5 separate regions of the Mus musculus genome follow, and all the other regions are linked to region 2. A link is a contact called in public HiChIP or PLAC-seq and promoter capture Hi-C data. All regions are on one chromosome and are shown on one strand. Each heading gives the region's core, a stretch centred on a gene start, on an enhancer-like site or on the middle of the called end of the contact. The rest is flanking DNA. Distances are from core to core; before and after follow the strand shown. Region 1 holds the start of R3hcc1 (R3H domain and coiled-coil containing 1). Region 2 holds the start of Ccar2 (cell cycle activator and apoptosis regulator 2). Region 3 holds the start of Fam160b2 (family with sequence similarity 160, member B2). Region 4 holds the start of Tnfrsf10b (tumor necrosis factor receptor superfamily, member 10b). Region 5 holds the start of 4930480K23Rik (RIKEN cDNA 4930480K23 gene).

What was found. Promoter capture Hi-C pulls out the DNA fragments that hold promoters and counts their contacts. HiChIP or PLAC-seq counts read pairs in DNA pulled down with a chosen protein or histone mark.
Region 1: a promoter capture Hi-C map of pre-B cells shows a contact between it and region 2. The contact joins the promoter of R3hcc1 here to the promoter of Ccar2 in region 2. A contact is called at or near these places in 10 of 39 promoter capture datasets (the 3T3-L1 cell line, the C10 cell line, cranial neural crest and 7 more), 1 of 15 datasets of contacts at CTCF or cohesin (large pre-B cells), 4 of 115 datasets of contacts at active chromatin or transcription factors (bone marrow-derived macrophages, embryonic forebrain, embryonic limb bud and 1 more) and 4 of 9 other capture datasets (adipose tissue, embryonic stem cells, liver and 1 more).
Region 3: a contact with region 2 is called in a promoter capture Hi-C map of the HPC-7 cell line. The contact joins the promoter of Fam160b2 here to the promoter of Ccar2 in region 2. A contact is called at or near these places in 13 of 39 promoter capture datasets (3T3-L1-derived adipocytes, the HPC-7 cell line, cranial neural crest and 9 more), 1 of 484 Hi-C or Micro-C datasets (CD4 T cells), 3 of 115 datasets of contacts at active chromatin or transcription factors (bone marrow-derived macrophages, embryonic stem cells and memory CD8 T cells) and 2 of 9 other capture datasets (adipose tissue and liver).
Region 4: a contact with region 2 is called in an H3K4me3 HiChIP or PLAC-seq map of the SCID.adh cell line, with 4 times the contacts expected there. The contact joins the promoter of Tnfrsf10b here to the promoter of Ccar2 in region 2. A contact is called at or near these places in 6 of 39 promoter capture datasets (the C10 cell line, cranial neural crest, frontonasal cranial neural crest and 3 more), 6 of 115 datasets of contacts at active chromatin or transcription factors (the SCID.adh cell line, astrocytes, embryonic hindbrain and 3 more) and 3 of 9 other capture datasets (adipose tissue, liver and macrophages).
Region 5: a contact with region 2 is called in a promoter capture Hi-C map of pre-B cells, with 6 times the contacts expected there. The contact joins the promoter of 4930480K23Rik here to the promoter of Ccar2 in region 2. A contact is called at or near these places in 20 of 39 promoter capture datasets (the 3T3-L1 cell line, 3T3-L1-derived adipocytes, the C10 cell line and 14 more), 1 of 15 datasets of contacts at CTCF or cohesin (large pre-B cells), 21 of 484 Hi-C or Micro-C datasets (the 63-12 cell line, B cells, CD4 T cells and 15 more), 19 of 115 datasets of contacts at active chromatin or transcription factors (the 230-238 cell line, the SCID.adh cell line, acute myeloid leukemia and 13 more) and 5 of 9 other capture datasets (adipose tissue, embryonic stem cells, liver and 2 more).

Annotation. Positions count from the first base shown.
Region 1 is chr14:69,706,155-69,708,854 of GRCm38.p6, forward strand. It overlaps R3hcc1 (R3H domain and coiled-coil containing 1), which reads right to left and starts at 1,430. Exons shown (of 8, transcript NM_001146012.2): 1 at 1,352-1,430; 2 at 900-1,027; 3 at 393-530. The coding sequence starts at 1,009.
Region 2 is chr14:70,152,483-70,155,182 of GRCm38.p6, forward strand. Ccar2 (cell cycle activator and apoptosis regulator 2) reads right to left here and starts at 1,309. Exons shown (of 21, transcript NM_146055.3): 1 at 1,145-1,309; 2 at 182-275. The coding sequence starts at 239. It overlaps 9930012K11Rik (RIKEN cDNA 9930012K11 gene), which reads right to left. Exons shown (of 7, transcript NM_001112735.1): 7 at 1,923-2,700. The coding sequence ends at 2,686.
Region 3 is chr14:70,598,556-70,601,255 of GRCm38.p6, forward strand. It overlaps Fam160b2 (family with sequence similarity 160, member B2), which reads right to left and starts at 1,280. Exons shown (of 17, transcript NM_194345.1): 1 at 1,187-1,280. The coding sequence starts at 1,231.
Region 4 is chr14:69,766,195-69,768,894 of GRCm38.p6, forward strand. It overlaps Tnfrsf10b (tumor necrosis factor receptor superfamily, member 10b), which reads left to right and starts at 1,278. Exons shown (of 8, transcript NM_020275.4): 1 at 1,278-1,597. The coding sequence starts at 1,466. It overlaps 4930480K23Rik (RIKEN cDNA 4930480K23 gene), which reads left to right. Exons shown (of 3, transcript NR_130157.1): 3 at 871-919.
Region 5 is chr14:69,731,558-69,734,257 of GRCm38.p6, forward strand. It overlaps 4930480K23Rik (RIKEN cDNA 4930480K23 gene), which reads left to right and starts at 1,277. Exons shown (of 3, transcript NR_130157.1): 1 at 1,277-2,111. It overlaps Chmp7 (charged multivesicular body protein 7), which reads right to left and starts at 1,013. Exons shown (of 10, transcript NM_134078.4): 1 at 634-1,013. The coding sequence starts at 932.

The sequences.
Region 1 (2,700 bases), core at 180-2,679, 450 kb before region 2:
GCTGTTATTAGAACCAGAGTCACAGTAATAAGATATCCATCCTATGAGATGCACATGGCAATAAGGATGGCTATAGGCCAACACGTTCATGCCCTGTACCAAGGTCTCTCTGGAGAACGCGCTCACAAAGACGACAGGGGTGTAGACCCACCCTTACTAGCCCAACTGCTTGTGTGCACTATATTTTCTTTGGCCCAACACGAACAGCTGAACAGCCAAGTCAGTTGCATCCCTGATGAAGCAAAAGGCAACTGTGACTGTGGCCCTGGCTCCTACCAAACTCTACCCTCCTTGGCTAGCCAGCTAGTCCAATCATCACACACACACACACACACTCACACACACACACACACAGCTGCTGAGAACCCTCCAAAGCAGTAGGACAAACTCACCTGATGTCCAGGTGACAAATGACTGTCCTCCTCTTCCAGCCCTCCCCAACAGAGAAGCTGCTCAAAAGATCAAAATTCTCCGCCGTTCGATGGATCAGGTACCGCAGGCGGCTGGAGACTGGGGGAAAAAGTAGGACCCTGCAAAGGAACCAAATGGAAATAATAAGCTTGAGACCGCGGGTTCACCCCACACCCAATTCCCACCCAGGCCGCTCCCAGGTTTATGGTGGCTTTAACACCAGGCTCACTGTGCCCAAGCAGGTCCCTGCCTAATTGCAAAGTAGATCATCAAAGGGAGCTACAGTTCCCATCATCTAGAAGAAAGTGAGCACTTCTGCCTGAGTGGGGTGATGCTGCGATACAAAGGAAAGGTGTGGCTGGGCAAGTTGGCAGAGGCTAAAGGCAGGGCCTTTCTGGTGGACCAGCCAGTTACCTGGGCACAGAACCTGGGAGAGGGGCAAACCATGCCTATCCTGGCATTAAAAGCCACTCCCTCGTTCCCCGTACTTGGATAGCTGCTTCTGCAGCAGGAAACGATCGAGCTCCTCTTGGACCCGGTGGACAAAGTCATTTTCGGCCGAGGAGAGGAAGACACCGTCCAAGCAGAGAAGGGCCAGGGTGACAGATGGCAGAGCCTGTAGGAGCGGTGGCCAAGGCCGGGATCAGAATATGGGCCCAGAGGCCGCCCACAGCCCTAAGTGTCCCTGCAGCAAGGACTTTGGAGACTTTCGCAGCCCTGGCCACTGTGGAGCGGGATGGGAGGCGCGTGAGTGTGGAGCCGAGTGCGCTCACGTCCAGAGCCAGGCTGGATTCCCTGCTCCCAGCACCGCCTCGTCTCGCCGCGTGTTACCCGGGCTTTTCAGTTCTGGGGCGCAGCCCACTGAAACCGTCCCACAACACGCAGTCGTCCTTCCCTTTCGCGATCCCAGGAGGAAACACCCAACACCCTCAACACTCACCGCGGCAGCTCGGAAAGTTGCCGCCGCGCTCAGGGTCCCCAAGAGCCTGAGCGTCCCCTTCTTCCCAGCGGAATTAGCGCCATCGTGAGGCCGGGAGGAGATATTGCACGTGCCGCAGAGGGGCGTGTTCTTGTAAAGAGCTGGGGCAGGGCCAGAGCTGCTCTAACCCAAACGCATAGGGCTTCCCTCAAAGAAGCAACTAAGCAATTATTCTCTTGGGAAAATAGAGACCCAAAAAGGTGATATGACTTGTCTAGAGTTACACAAGTCAAAAGTGGCTCTGATTCCAAAGTCAGATAGTACTTTTATCTTCTAGAACCAATTGAGTTCTGCCAACACGAGGGAACAGCTACTAGATGCTAAATAGTGATGACATTATATATTTCTAATTTTAGGTTCCTTTGACCTGGTACCTAATGGAGGAAGAAAGAGGTAAGAGCGGGAGGCTGGAGCTGGGGAGATGATTTAGGAATTAAGAAGGGGAACCTCTCTCTGGTTTCAGGTCCCAGTAACATCAGCACTCGGACACAAACTTGGTGCACATACAAACAAGTAAATAAATCTTTTTTTATGGGGCTGAAAAATTGACTGGGCTGTTAATAATATTGCTCCTGAGGCAACCTAAGCTCAGATCCCAGCACCCACAGGGTGGCTTAGAACCATCAGTAACACCAATTCCAAGGGATCCAACAGCCTTTTCTGAACTCCTTGAGCAAACAGATGGTGCATATATATACAAGCAGACAAGACAATCCTACACCTCTGTAAACGTTTCTAAACACTGTATCCAGAATCTGTCCCCTATATCATCTCAGTGAGAGACCTGCAAAGGTCTCTTGTCACACAGAGACCCAAGTTGGGCCAAAGTGGGCCACTAGGTCCAGTAGCCACTAATACGCTGACTAGAGTTGAGTATCAAAACCTAGATCTAGTGTGCTTGCCAAACCAATGCTTATAGATATGCTATGACTAAGACTCAACACCTTTCGAGTATTGACACGGTGATCAGAAGTCCGGCACAGAAGCAGAAAACACAATAAGGCTAGGTGAGCTCAGTGAGAGAAGCTGGCGTCTTCTAAAATTTTACCCCAAATAGGAGGCATGATTGAAAGATTAAGGACTGATCCAAGCTACACGGGGTTGCACTCAGCTCCTTGGCTCCTGCTGGAGTGGGGGTCAGGAAAGAAGGCAGGAAAAGTTCCAGGACCTAACCATGTGACACCAAGGAATTGTATACCATGGTAAAAGGGTCAGATCACCACGAAGATATAGAAGTTCCAAGACTGAAAGCACCGAACAGAAGGCTCACAAAACATACAGTGGAAGCTCTTACAACAAAAACAAAGAAA
Region 2 (2,700 bases), core at 59-2,558:
AATCTCCAGGAATTGCACCTACTACCCGAAGCACTAGAAGATAGCCAGAGGATCTTATAAACCCAGAGGTCTAGGTGGCTCCAATCAGCTACTCAGACATTCAGAAAAACACCCAAGAGCCATAGTTTTTGAAACTGAGTCTCGAGCATGTTCTGAGTGTAACCAGTAAGGAGTTAAGCACCTGAGAAGTTGCGTCCCCCTGGAAGTGGGTTGATCCTCTGCCGCTTAAACTGGGACATTTGGAATACTGTCCTTTCAAGGTCTTGGGGGGAAACCTTCAATCAAAACAGAAAGAAGTTAGCAGCTCCAATGGAAAACTTCCATCTATTGGGGAGGGGGAGGGGGGATAGAAAATCTTAAGTAAAGCTTTTAAGGTGAAGAGGTGGGTCCTAAAATGGAAGAATGGAGAGGATGTAGAGGAGATGAAATTGGTAGTAACGTTACTCCAGTTTGTTCTCACAATAACCTAGTGGTGGGTGCTAGTGACATGCTGGTTTACAGACAAGGAAACTGGAGCTTTGAGATCCGGAGACTTGCCCAAGGCCACAAAACCAGGTAGTGACAGAGTGGGACTCACACCCAGGTCTCCCAACAACTTAGCACTCCTTTCACTATGTCACTGGCACCCCTTAGAGAAGCTGGAGGAGTGAGGGGCTGGAAGAGCTCCGGTGACATTCATTCATTCAAAAACATCCGCCAGAACACTCCACGCAGGGCCGGGGCAAAAAATAAAAATAAAAGGTGCGAGTAGCGGGTTGGTGATGCGGGCCCTCTCCCCGGAAGCCCGCCAGGCGTCTTTAGGACCCGCTGGTGGGAAGGGAGCTGTCCAGCCGGCCCTCGCCAAGCGGCCTGCACGCCGCTCCCTCCTCCTAGGTCCCGACCCTAGGCTCCGGCCTCCGCAGCCGCCTGCGCAGAGCTTTCCGGGCCGGGCCACCGAGAAGCCACCGTGGGAGGTTCACGGCGCGAGGTTTCTCCTCCTCCCGCCCGCCCCCAGGGCCGAGGCCGTTGCCAGGGCGACGGAGCTTGCAGTCCAGAGGGGCTCGGCTCTTTCCGCGACTGGCGCATCTTCGCCGTTCGGACCCCGCAGCCTCGCCACCCGAGAGAGACGGAGAGGCGGGGGCGCAGCAGGAGGCCCCCAACCCACCTGCGGGCCAGGGCCACGACACCAGGGGGACAAAGACACCCGGAACCACCGCAGCCGCCGCTGCCACCACCACCGGAAACGCCTCTCCGGAAGAGAGACCACTGGTCGGAAGCTGCCACTCTCCCGGATATGGTACCTCCCTCTTCTCCATCGACCTCTCCCTTCCCCCACACCAGCCTGCCATCCCGCTCCAACTGTGGAACGGAAGTGCGCCTTCCCAGATCCGATAATGCCTTCGGAAGCCGAGCTCGGTGGTGTCCTCTCTCAAGTGTCCCATCAGAAAAGTAAGCTCGAACCATTGGTTCCAGGTCTCAAAATGACTGGAACTGGACCCACTCCCACAAACACAAGGAAGGGGACTACCACTTACACACCCTGCTGTGCTCTACTAACCCCCAAGACTACAGCAACAAAAGAAGCAGGGCCTCCATTGGCTAGAGGAGGAGCGTGCCTACTGGGGGTCCATTTCCAGGGGATAGTCTTCTGACTAAAGCCAATGACCACCCCACCCCACCCCCATCCCTATTCCTGTCCTTTTCTTGACTGCACCATCAGCAAGGGGTAAGCATATCCGAAATCTATACCCAGACTCTCAAATATGAAACGTACACGATCTTAATGAAGTGGCTCTATCCAAAATCTTGCCAGAAATGTGGCTATTTTCACAACTATTAACAGTGAACACACACACACCTTCCTTTAACTTCTGGCCTCCCATCTCCCCACTCCTGTTTGCCTCCAGCATCACACCCTTCCCAGGTCATTTAACAGTCACAGCACACATTGAGAATGTTTAATGTTACTTCATCCTCCTAACAAGCTTATGAGGTAGGTAAGGTGGGTATCATGGTCCCAAGTAGGAAGCTGTGGCTCAGAAATTAAGAGACTTCGCTATGGTTAAACTCCAGGATAGAACACAGCATCTTAGAGTTGACCTTGCAAGTTATGTGTTGTTCCTCTCAATGTTCTTGACCTTCCCCCCATCCCTCATTCAGCCTTCAGGGGCTGTACTCCAGAGCCGTGACTCACTACAAAGGTACCCAAGGCAATGTTGTTCTTGGTCCTAGGGCTGCCGTCTCAGGTATGAGGAAGACATTAGAAGTCCACATTAGTAACTGTTCATTGTGGAATGAAGATCGGTGCCATCCTTCCAGTGACACCCCAAACACCAACCCTTTGGACGAATGATTCCATCAGATGGGGCAGACGGAAGTCCAACAAAGATTGCATAAACTTACATCTGCAACATGCTGACACACTCCCATACTAAACATGCTCTATGAGCACCTGATAAATAAGTCAATTCACATTGCCTAAGCCCAGAGATTTCTGATGAGGAGGAAGAGCCCTGGAAGAGTGCTGGAACTGCACTCAGGAACCTCTTGGGGATCCAGGGCTCCTTGCTTCGATGCTTAGAGATGGATTTGGCCTTCACCTTGAAGAGGAGCAAGCACCAATAGCTTTTCTTGGCAGTGCAGAGAAGCAGCAGTAAGCCAAAATGTGAGGGACTTCTTCCCAAGGTCACCAGGTACACCAAGAGGTCATACAGAAAGATT
Region 3 (2,700 bases), core at 30-2,529, 450 kb after region 2:
GGTCTACAGAGGGAGTTAAAGAATACAGGGCTACATAGAGACAACCTGTCTCAAACAAACAAACACCAAACACCAAAAACAATGAAGGTTCTGACTGGGGGGGGGGGGGGGGCGTCAGACCTAAGATTGTTTCTCAGGACACAATTTGATAGACTAAACCCATCAATTAGACAGTGTTCTTATACAATGAGAAAAAAATAATTAACTTTTCAAATAGCTTCTTGCAAGGCTGCTGAATGAAGTGACCAGGGACATGCACTTCCAGAAAAAAGGGGCCTAAACACAAACTGAGAGAGAGAGAGAGAGAGAGAGAGAGAGAGAGGAGAGAGAGGAGAGAGAGAAGGTAAAAGAGAGAGCGCAAGCAAGCTAGCTTTGCATGGAAACAACTCTTCCATTCAAAGCCCCTCCGGCAGGCTGAAGTCCCTAACTCAAGGTCAGCTGGCTCAGTGGCTTGAGATAAGCCTGCAGAGGGCTACTTCCGGGTTCTCGCGACCACCCACCCCTGCAAAGGTCTCTATCACCTTCTTCCTGGGACTTATGTCACTCAGGGCTGCAACTCCCATGCTAAGAGGGAACTCAGTGCGGGAACCCCTGCTCCCAGTAGTTGTCTGGCAGCTAAGAGAGGAAGGGGAAGGCTGTTGTCAATCCCAGGTGAGGAGGAATGGAGGAACGTCAGGAACGAGAAAGGAAGGCTGCCGGGCGGAGGAGGAGGCGTGGGGGCAGATCTGGGAGAAAGGGCTGGTGACAAGGGAACCTTTGGGGAGAGAAGAGTTACAAAGCTAGCGGAAGCTCTCGAGGCACAGGGAACGTTAAAGAAGCCGAGCGGAGCGCAGGCTCGGGGGACCGAGTCGCAGGTCAGGGAGTGGGACACAGGAAGCACAACAGGAAGCAGTGCGGAGGCCGGATCGAGGGATCGGGACTCAGGATCAAGGGAGCATGGCTCAGGATCACGAGAGTCGGGCTTAGGATCAGAAGAGCGAGGCGCAAGATCGAGGGAGCCGGTCGGTCTGGAGAGAACCCCGGAGCTAGGCGCTCCTGGCGGCCGCGACGCGGGACTGTACCCGAAGACGAAGCCCGGAAGCGGCGTCGGGGCCAGGGGAGGGGCCCTGCCCAAGGGGCCCGCACCTCACCCGCCCGCCCCCCTGCCCGCGCCCGCCCCTCCGGTCCGACCAGGGCCCGGCCTCACCGCCCCCACGGCCTCCTGCAGCAGTGCCCCGAGCCGGCTCAGCATGATGGCGGCCCGGCCCGGCTCGCGGCCCGGCTCCCGGTGGCGGCGCAGCGGTGGCGGAGGAGGCGGCCCAACGGGCGGGAGGCGGGACCCGGCTCTGAAACCCCGCCCCTGCCGGAGGGCTCGGGGGCGCTCTAAGCCCAGGGCTGGGCAGGTCCTGATGGAGGGCGGTGGGGAGCACCCTGGGAGCTGATGACCTAAGATTCCTTTGAGTAACACCCAGAGACTTCTAATTCCTCGTGCACCCTCACAATCCTACCAACACAGTAGCCCTGGACACACACGGCTCTGGAGTGTTTAAAATGACCTGGCCCTGACAAGCTGTGTCAAGGACACTCCAGAAGGCAAAGACATAGTGGGAAGAATTGACGACATGTTTAAATGTAATGGATTAGGAATATTGGAATAGGTTATGGCTAATATTAATTTCACCCTGTTGTTCAGTACTTTTATAAAAAAAAAAAAAAAGGTCGTTATTGGAAAAGATGTCCTCTAAGGTTTGCTGTTTGATTAGGAATTGATCCGAAGAGTCCCAGCAAAATCTGTCTCATGTCCCCCGCTCTGGAGGGAAAGAAAGCAATTGGGGTACACCTGCAATCAATCCCAGCACTCAGTAGTATCAACAATTCAAGGAGGTAGTGAGATCCCGTACCAAACACATACACACACACACACACTGACACACACACTCCGAACACAAAGATACATGCATACATACACACACACATACCACTCACACAATTACAACACACTGACACCACACACACATACACACACACACCACTGAGAGAGAGAGAGAGAGAGAGAGGTTGAAGACACGAACTGTTTAAAACAAAAACCAAAGCAAACAATAAAAAACAAGGGCTGCATGAGGCTCTTGGTTCAATCCTCAGTATCAGATAAGTAAATAGATAGATGGATAAATAATACATAAATTATATAAAAATTATGTAAATGTATATAGGTATTTACATAAATTATAAATGATTAAATTACTTACATCTATCTTAAATATCCAGGATATCCTAAAACTCACCATTATTTTTGTTCCAAGGCTGGAGATTATAGGCTTGTGTTACCATACCTGGGCTGCACTATAAATTCCAGGCCAGTCTTAGAAACATAGTGAGACATTAAAAACAAGAGTTGGGCCGGGCATGGTGGCACACGCCTTTAATCCCAGCACCCGGGAGGCAGAGGCAGGCGGATTTCTGAGTTCAAGGCCAGCCTGGTCTACAAAGTGAGTTCCAGGACAGCCAGGGCTATACAGAGAAACCCTGTCTCGAAAAAACAAAAACAAAAAACAAAAAAACAAAAAAACATGTAAATTGCACTTGATGTCACATGCCTTTGATCCCAGCACTCAGGGAGTAGAAGCAGGCAGATCTCTACTAGTTCAAGGCCAGCCTGGTCTACAGAGCAAATTCTAGGACACAGAAACCATGTCTTGAAAATGAAAAAGGAAAAGGAAA
Region 4 (2,700 bases), core at 28-2,527, 390 kb before region 2:
CACCAATCAGAAGATACAGGTTCTTAACAAACCGAATACTTTATTTTGGTACTAGAAAGCTTACAGAATTATGTCAGGTTTTAAGCAACTTACTTCTTTGAAAATATGCATTTCCCCCCTACAAAATTTTGTTTGGGGTTGTGGATTAAGAAGTAAACTGAGGCAAATGTGATGATGTTTGTTCAATGATATTCTATACTGGAAATCTGGAGGCCTGAAGCATATGGAAATTCAAACTCTTGTTATAATTGGTTTGCTTTTTCAAGACAGGGTTTCACAACATAGTTCTGGCTGTCCTGGAACTCAGTATGTAGACCAGGATGGCCTTGAACTCACAGAGATCCACTTGCCTCTACCTCCTGAGTGCAGAGATTAGAGGCACCAGTACACCTGCATGTATATGTACGTGTATATATGTGTGTATATATTATATAATGTGTATATGTGAGATATATATGTATATACATATATATATGTGTGTGTATAAATGTGGAGAGAGAGATTGATTGATTGAGATTGTGAAATTACCAAAATGCACTGATGTGGGTAGATGAGGTCATCTATTCTTTTTGTTTGTTTGTGTTTTGTTGGTTTAGGTGTGTGTGTGTGTGTGTGTGTGTGTGTGTGTGTGTGTGTGTTTAAAGACATGGTTTCTCTGTGTAGCCCTGGCTGTCCTGAAATTCACTCTGTAGACCAGGCTGGACTCTAACTCAGAGACCAGCCTGCCTCTGCTCGTGCTAGGATTGAAGTGCTTTACCACCACGGCTAAGTGTGTTCAGTGTTCCAAACGTTACAGAGACACGGATTGATTTCGCTTCTGTTACTGGGGTGAGACCATCCATTCTATCATTTCCTTTTCTGTGTTCTCAGATACTGCCTGGTAGCATACAACTGTAACAAAAACAAATTCAAGAAGAGGAAGAGAAGAAGAGAAGGAGAGATGAAGGAGACAGAAGATGAGGAAGGAGGAGTACTCACTACTACAGACATCTTCAAGTCGGCTCCTCCAGGGACACAAGCTGAAACTCAAAGGTGAATATCATATTAGTCAAAATATGAAGGGACAGGCAGACCTTTGAGTATTACGAGTTGGTTTTTTTTTTTTTAATAAGCATGGGCGTCTCCAACCACGACCTGACAAATATAATAAAAGTGGTGTGATTCTTTAAAAAAATAAAAGTTGTTCAGATTCTGTCCGGCGACTGCTCCCAAGTTTTCATATTAGGTAGGATCGGGGTTGGACGCGTAATCAAGCTCCTCCCAAGGTGGATTTCCCCACCCCTGCCCGGTGCGCGCGCAAGCCCGCGGAGGTTGGAGGTACCACTAAGCGTCAAGTCGCCGCGACAAGAATCCAGAACTTTTCTGGGAGTGAGGAAATCCAGAGAACTTTTTTAGGAGTGAGGGGACAGCCATCCTTCGTGGCTTTTGGGAGCTGAAGCCGCAGGGTTTCGGATGAGCTGACACCATGGAGCCTCCAGGACCCAGCACGCCCACAGCCTCTGCCGCTGCCCGGGCAGATCACTACACCCCAGGCCTCCGGCCACTCCCGAAGCGCAGACTTCTATATAGCTTTGCGTTGCTGCTTGCTGTGCTACAGGTGAGTGTGGCGCGACTGCGGTGCCCGAAGTGGGAAGCCGGCCAGGAAAGGAAATGGCAAGGAAATGTCCTGAGAGCCGGGCGCGCACGTGCGTGTGGTGGGAGAGGTCTGACACTGCGGGGGGTGGGGGGGACACGACTCCGCGGGGGTCCAGGTAGGCCTCAACAGGGAAGCCTAGAAGGTTCGATGGTGGGGTGAGAGGGTTGGGGGGGTGGAGTGAGAGGGGGGGTGGAGTGAGGGGGGGTGGGGGACCCGAAGGTGAGGTGGGTCAGGACTGGATGGGGAGGTGGGCGGAACACTCTAGACTGGGAGGATGTGAGGCGCCGCTCTGGTAGAAAAAGGTCCTGACGGTAGATGAGAGGTCCTCAAAGATGGTGGGAAGAAAGTTCTGGCGTTGGGTTGGGGCTTGTGGAGATGGCACGCGAGGGGCGTGGCGAGCAGCTGACCCAGCAAAAACGCACCAGGGCACCCAAGGTGGAGCAGGGAAAGGGAGAGGGGACAGTGGGCGGAGGAAGGATCCAGTTACCCTGTAGGATCCTAAGGACAGAGAAGGCCATGGTGGGGGAGCCAGGTGGAGGGGGCTGTTGGGGGGAGGGGGTGGAGACCCTCCCTAGCTGCTGGACATCCCTTTCCAGGCAGGAAAGGAAGCCTTGCCTGGTGTTAGCTTTAGCTGCCAGAAAGTTCTGTTCAATTTCCGCGTCACATCACTGACTGTACTTTTTCCAGTTTCTTGGACTCTGCAACTTACTGGGCTTAAAAAGAGTAAAGGGGCCCTGAAGAGCCTAGAATCGGGCCTTTCCCCTTCTGCCAGATGAGATTGTTGAGGGGAATTCCAGTGTCTTGGAGTCCATTGTTTCTAACTTCAAATAGAAAGGCACACAAGTGTCTTTTTAGAGACACTTATTGTATATATTCTTATATTATATTCTAGACTCATTTCCACCAGGCTGGACACAGTTCTCCACCTTCTGTTTTAATACTTCACTGTTGGGCTGGAGAGATGGCTCAGCGGTTAAGAGCCCTGACTGCTCTTCCTGAGTTCAAATCTCAGCAACCACATGGTGGCTCCCAACCATCTGTCATGAGATCTGATGCCCTCCCTC
Region 5 (2,700 bases), core at 27-2,526, 420 kb before region 2:
AAAAGCCAGAGAGTGGAGTTTGACAGTATCTGAAACCATGAAGTACCAGTCATCTATCAGATATGCCACCTCTTCAAGCACAACCTGAACACTGTATCTATCACACACATTTATCACATAAAGCTCTTTCAGAGGCCCCCAGCTACACAGTTAAACTCTCCTCTCTGGTCTAAATAATCTCCGTCCCGGACATACCAGGAAAGGCTACTTGTACGACCTGTACCAGAGTTCTCTTGTCAAGATGTCTAGAATCCCATGAGTACTCTCTCCTTAGCTCTGTTCTCTCTTAGTTCAAAGTACCCACCGCAGAGATCTGCTGTAAAAGTAATTCAAGTCTGGAGGTCCTGTGGAAATAACTGCATAACAGGATCCCAGTTCAAGTGTCCCGCTGACACCTCTGCAAAGATGGGTCTCTTCTGGACCATTCTGCCTATCCCCAGTCACTCCAACCATCCCAGCCCCTCTTTCTCTCTGAGTCCAGACATCCATCCGTGGAGCAGCCTCCTCGTCCCCCTCCTCCTCCTCCACCCACTGAACAAACCCTGGACGCGGAGTCTGGGCTGTCAAGGGGCAGGTCTGATGTCAGCCCTGGGGAGCCGCCCCCCGCCTGGCCCTCTCGGCCTCGGTCCTCACCGCAGCAGGTCCTGCAGCACCGTAGCCAGCCCCAGCGGGACACTGCCCTTGCGCTGGAAGGCCTCCTGCAAGTCCCGCAGTCGCAGGCGCACCACCCCTTGGCGGCGGCTGTGGCTCAGCACCAACGGAGCCCAGAAGCCCATCTTGCTGTCCCAGTCGGTGCTGTTCACCTCGCGACTCCTCTTAAAGGCGGAGAACAGAAAAGACATGCGCTCCTCATCCTCCTCCCACTCGGGCGGCAGGAGGCCCGCCGGGTCTCCCCCGGTCGGGGCCTGGGCCTCCCGCTCCGGGGACCACATCGGAACCCCAGCCCCGCCAAGGAACCGAACACAAGCCTGGCCCGGGTCCCCTTCCGCCCCAGGTCCCTCTCGGCTTCCGTCGTTCCTTCACGCCCTCCTCCTCAGCCATCACGTCACCACCGCCGCCTGTGCGATAAAAGTCCCGCAAGTCTTCAGGGCGCAGGCGTGGCGCGGCATTCATTTGGCCGGGAGGGAGGGAGGAGGGCGTTCTCGCCCGAGAGAGGCAGAACGCAGGCGCCGGACCTTCTCTCCGTGGCCTTTGTGCGACGGGAAGGCTTTTGCGCGTGCGCCACAACCATAGAGTTTGGCGAGGCGTACTAGAGGGGCTACCTATTGCACCTCCCGGGTGGTTCGGGCTTAAGGTTAGCCAGGCTGAGGCTATGGGAGCTGCAGGTGGATACACAACCTTGGATCTGGTGTAGCTCTCCTTAGCCCAGAGACTTTTAAGTTAAACAAACGCCCAAGATACCTTTCTTTCACTAGAATATCAGCCGATTAACAAAAATGGTCCCAAAGCTCCGTGACACTGGACCCATTTTTAGGGCTAGAGATAGTCTTCTTAATCACTTTCTTCCCGCTCTTTAGCTCTGGGATGTCCTTTTTCTCCTGAAAATTCATATTCTGCCAGGTCCTTTAAAAAAAAAAATCGTTCCAACTCTCATCTGAAGCTCCGGCTGCCTTGGCTGCCAGTTTAGCATTTGTCTCTGACCTTTCTGCTTCCTCGAAGGAGAGGGCAGACAGCGATGCAAGTGTCTTGCAATGACAGCGCTACTGCAGAAAATACTTTATGGACTGAGAGGTACTTAAACCTTACCCTCTAGTTACTTTTCCGTCTTGAAGAGTCTTACAAAATTTGTTCAGTGTTGAGAATAAATTGTGGTGGTGGTAGTTATAGCCGGACCGTTCAAAAAGAGACTAGGACGAGCTGTTTTTTAATTTGAAATTTGCACAGACCCGGCCGAGGGCACGCACTCACTACAAGTCTAGAGAGACTGCCCCGACCGTTAAAGACAGGTTTATAAAGGGGAAAACTACTGGTTCCATACTTCCATTAACGTGGTCGCTGTTGGCAAGCATGACAGGATATGAACTTTTAACAAAAATGAGGTATAGCACCATGGCTTCTCTGCTTGATCGAGGAGCAGAAAACCTTCAGGTTACAGAAGCAGGACGATGCAGGTTAGTAATAGTTCCCATAAATACCGTGTATTTATGTTTTGCTTACTTGTGTGCAACTGCACCGCGTACGTCCAATGCCCACAGAGACCAGAAGAGGGTGTTGGATCCCCTGGAATTGTAGAATTGTAGTTTTAGTTGAGCTCTGCCCTGCAGACGACGGTAACTACAGATCCAGCCTGGAAATATGCTGATTTTTAAAAGACTTATCAAGCAAGCAAACAAACAATCTAAAAGGTGAAAGGAACTGTTGGTGTAAACGTTAAAAATTAAAGCGAAAGTTTGTTTCGACTTAGGAAAAAGTAATTTCTGTTAAATAGTCGCCTTTATAAACTGGTATTTCCAGTTTGAGGGAAATGTGATGAGTTTCGGGCTTCAGAGTAGTTGAAACAGTGTTAAGGTGAATTTTCATGAGCATTGAGTTTCATTGAATTTTAATAAGCATTTTGAAGGAGGAAATGGAGTGTTTAGTTATATGATGTGTGTACTAATTGCTATCTATGTGCTATATTCCTCAAAGTGTGTTCAAAATATCTCACTTAGCGGCCTTTTTTCAAATACTTTCGCTATAGTTCTCATAGTTTGTAAGGTA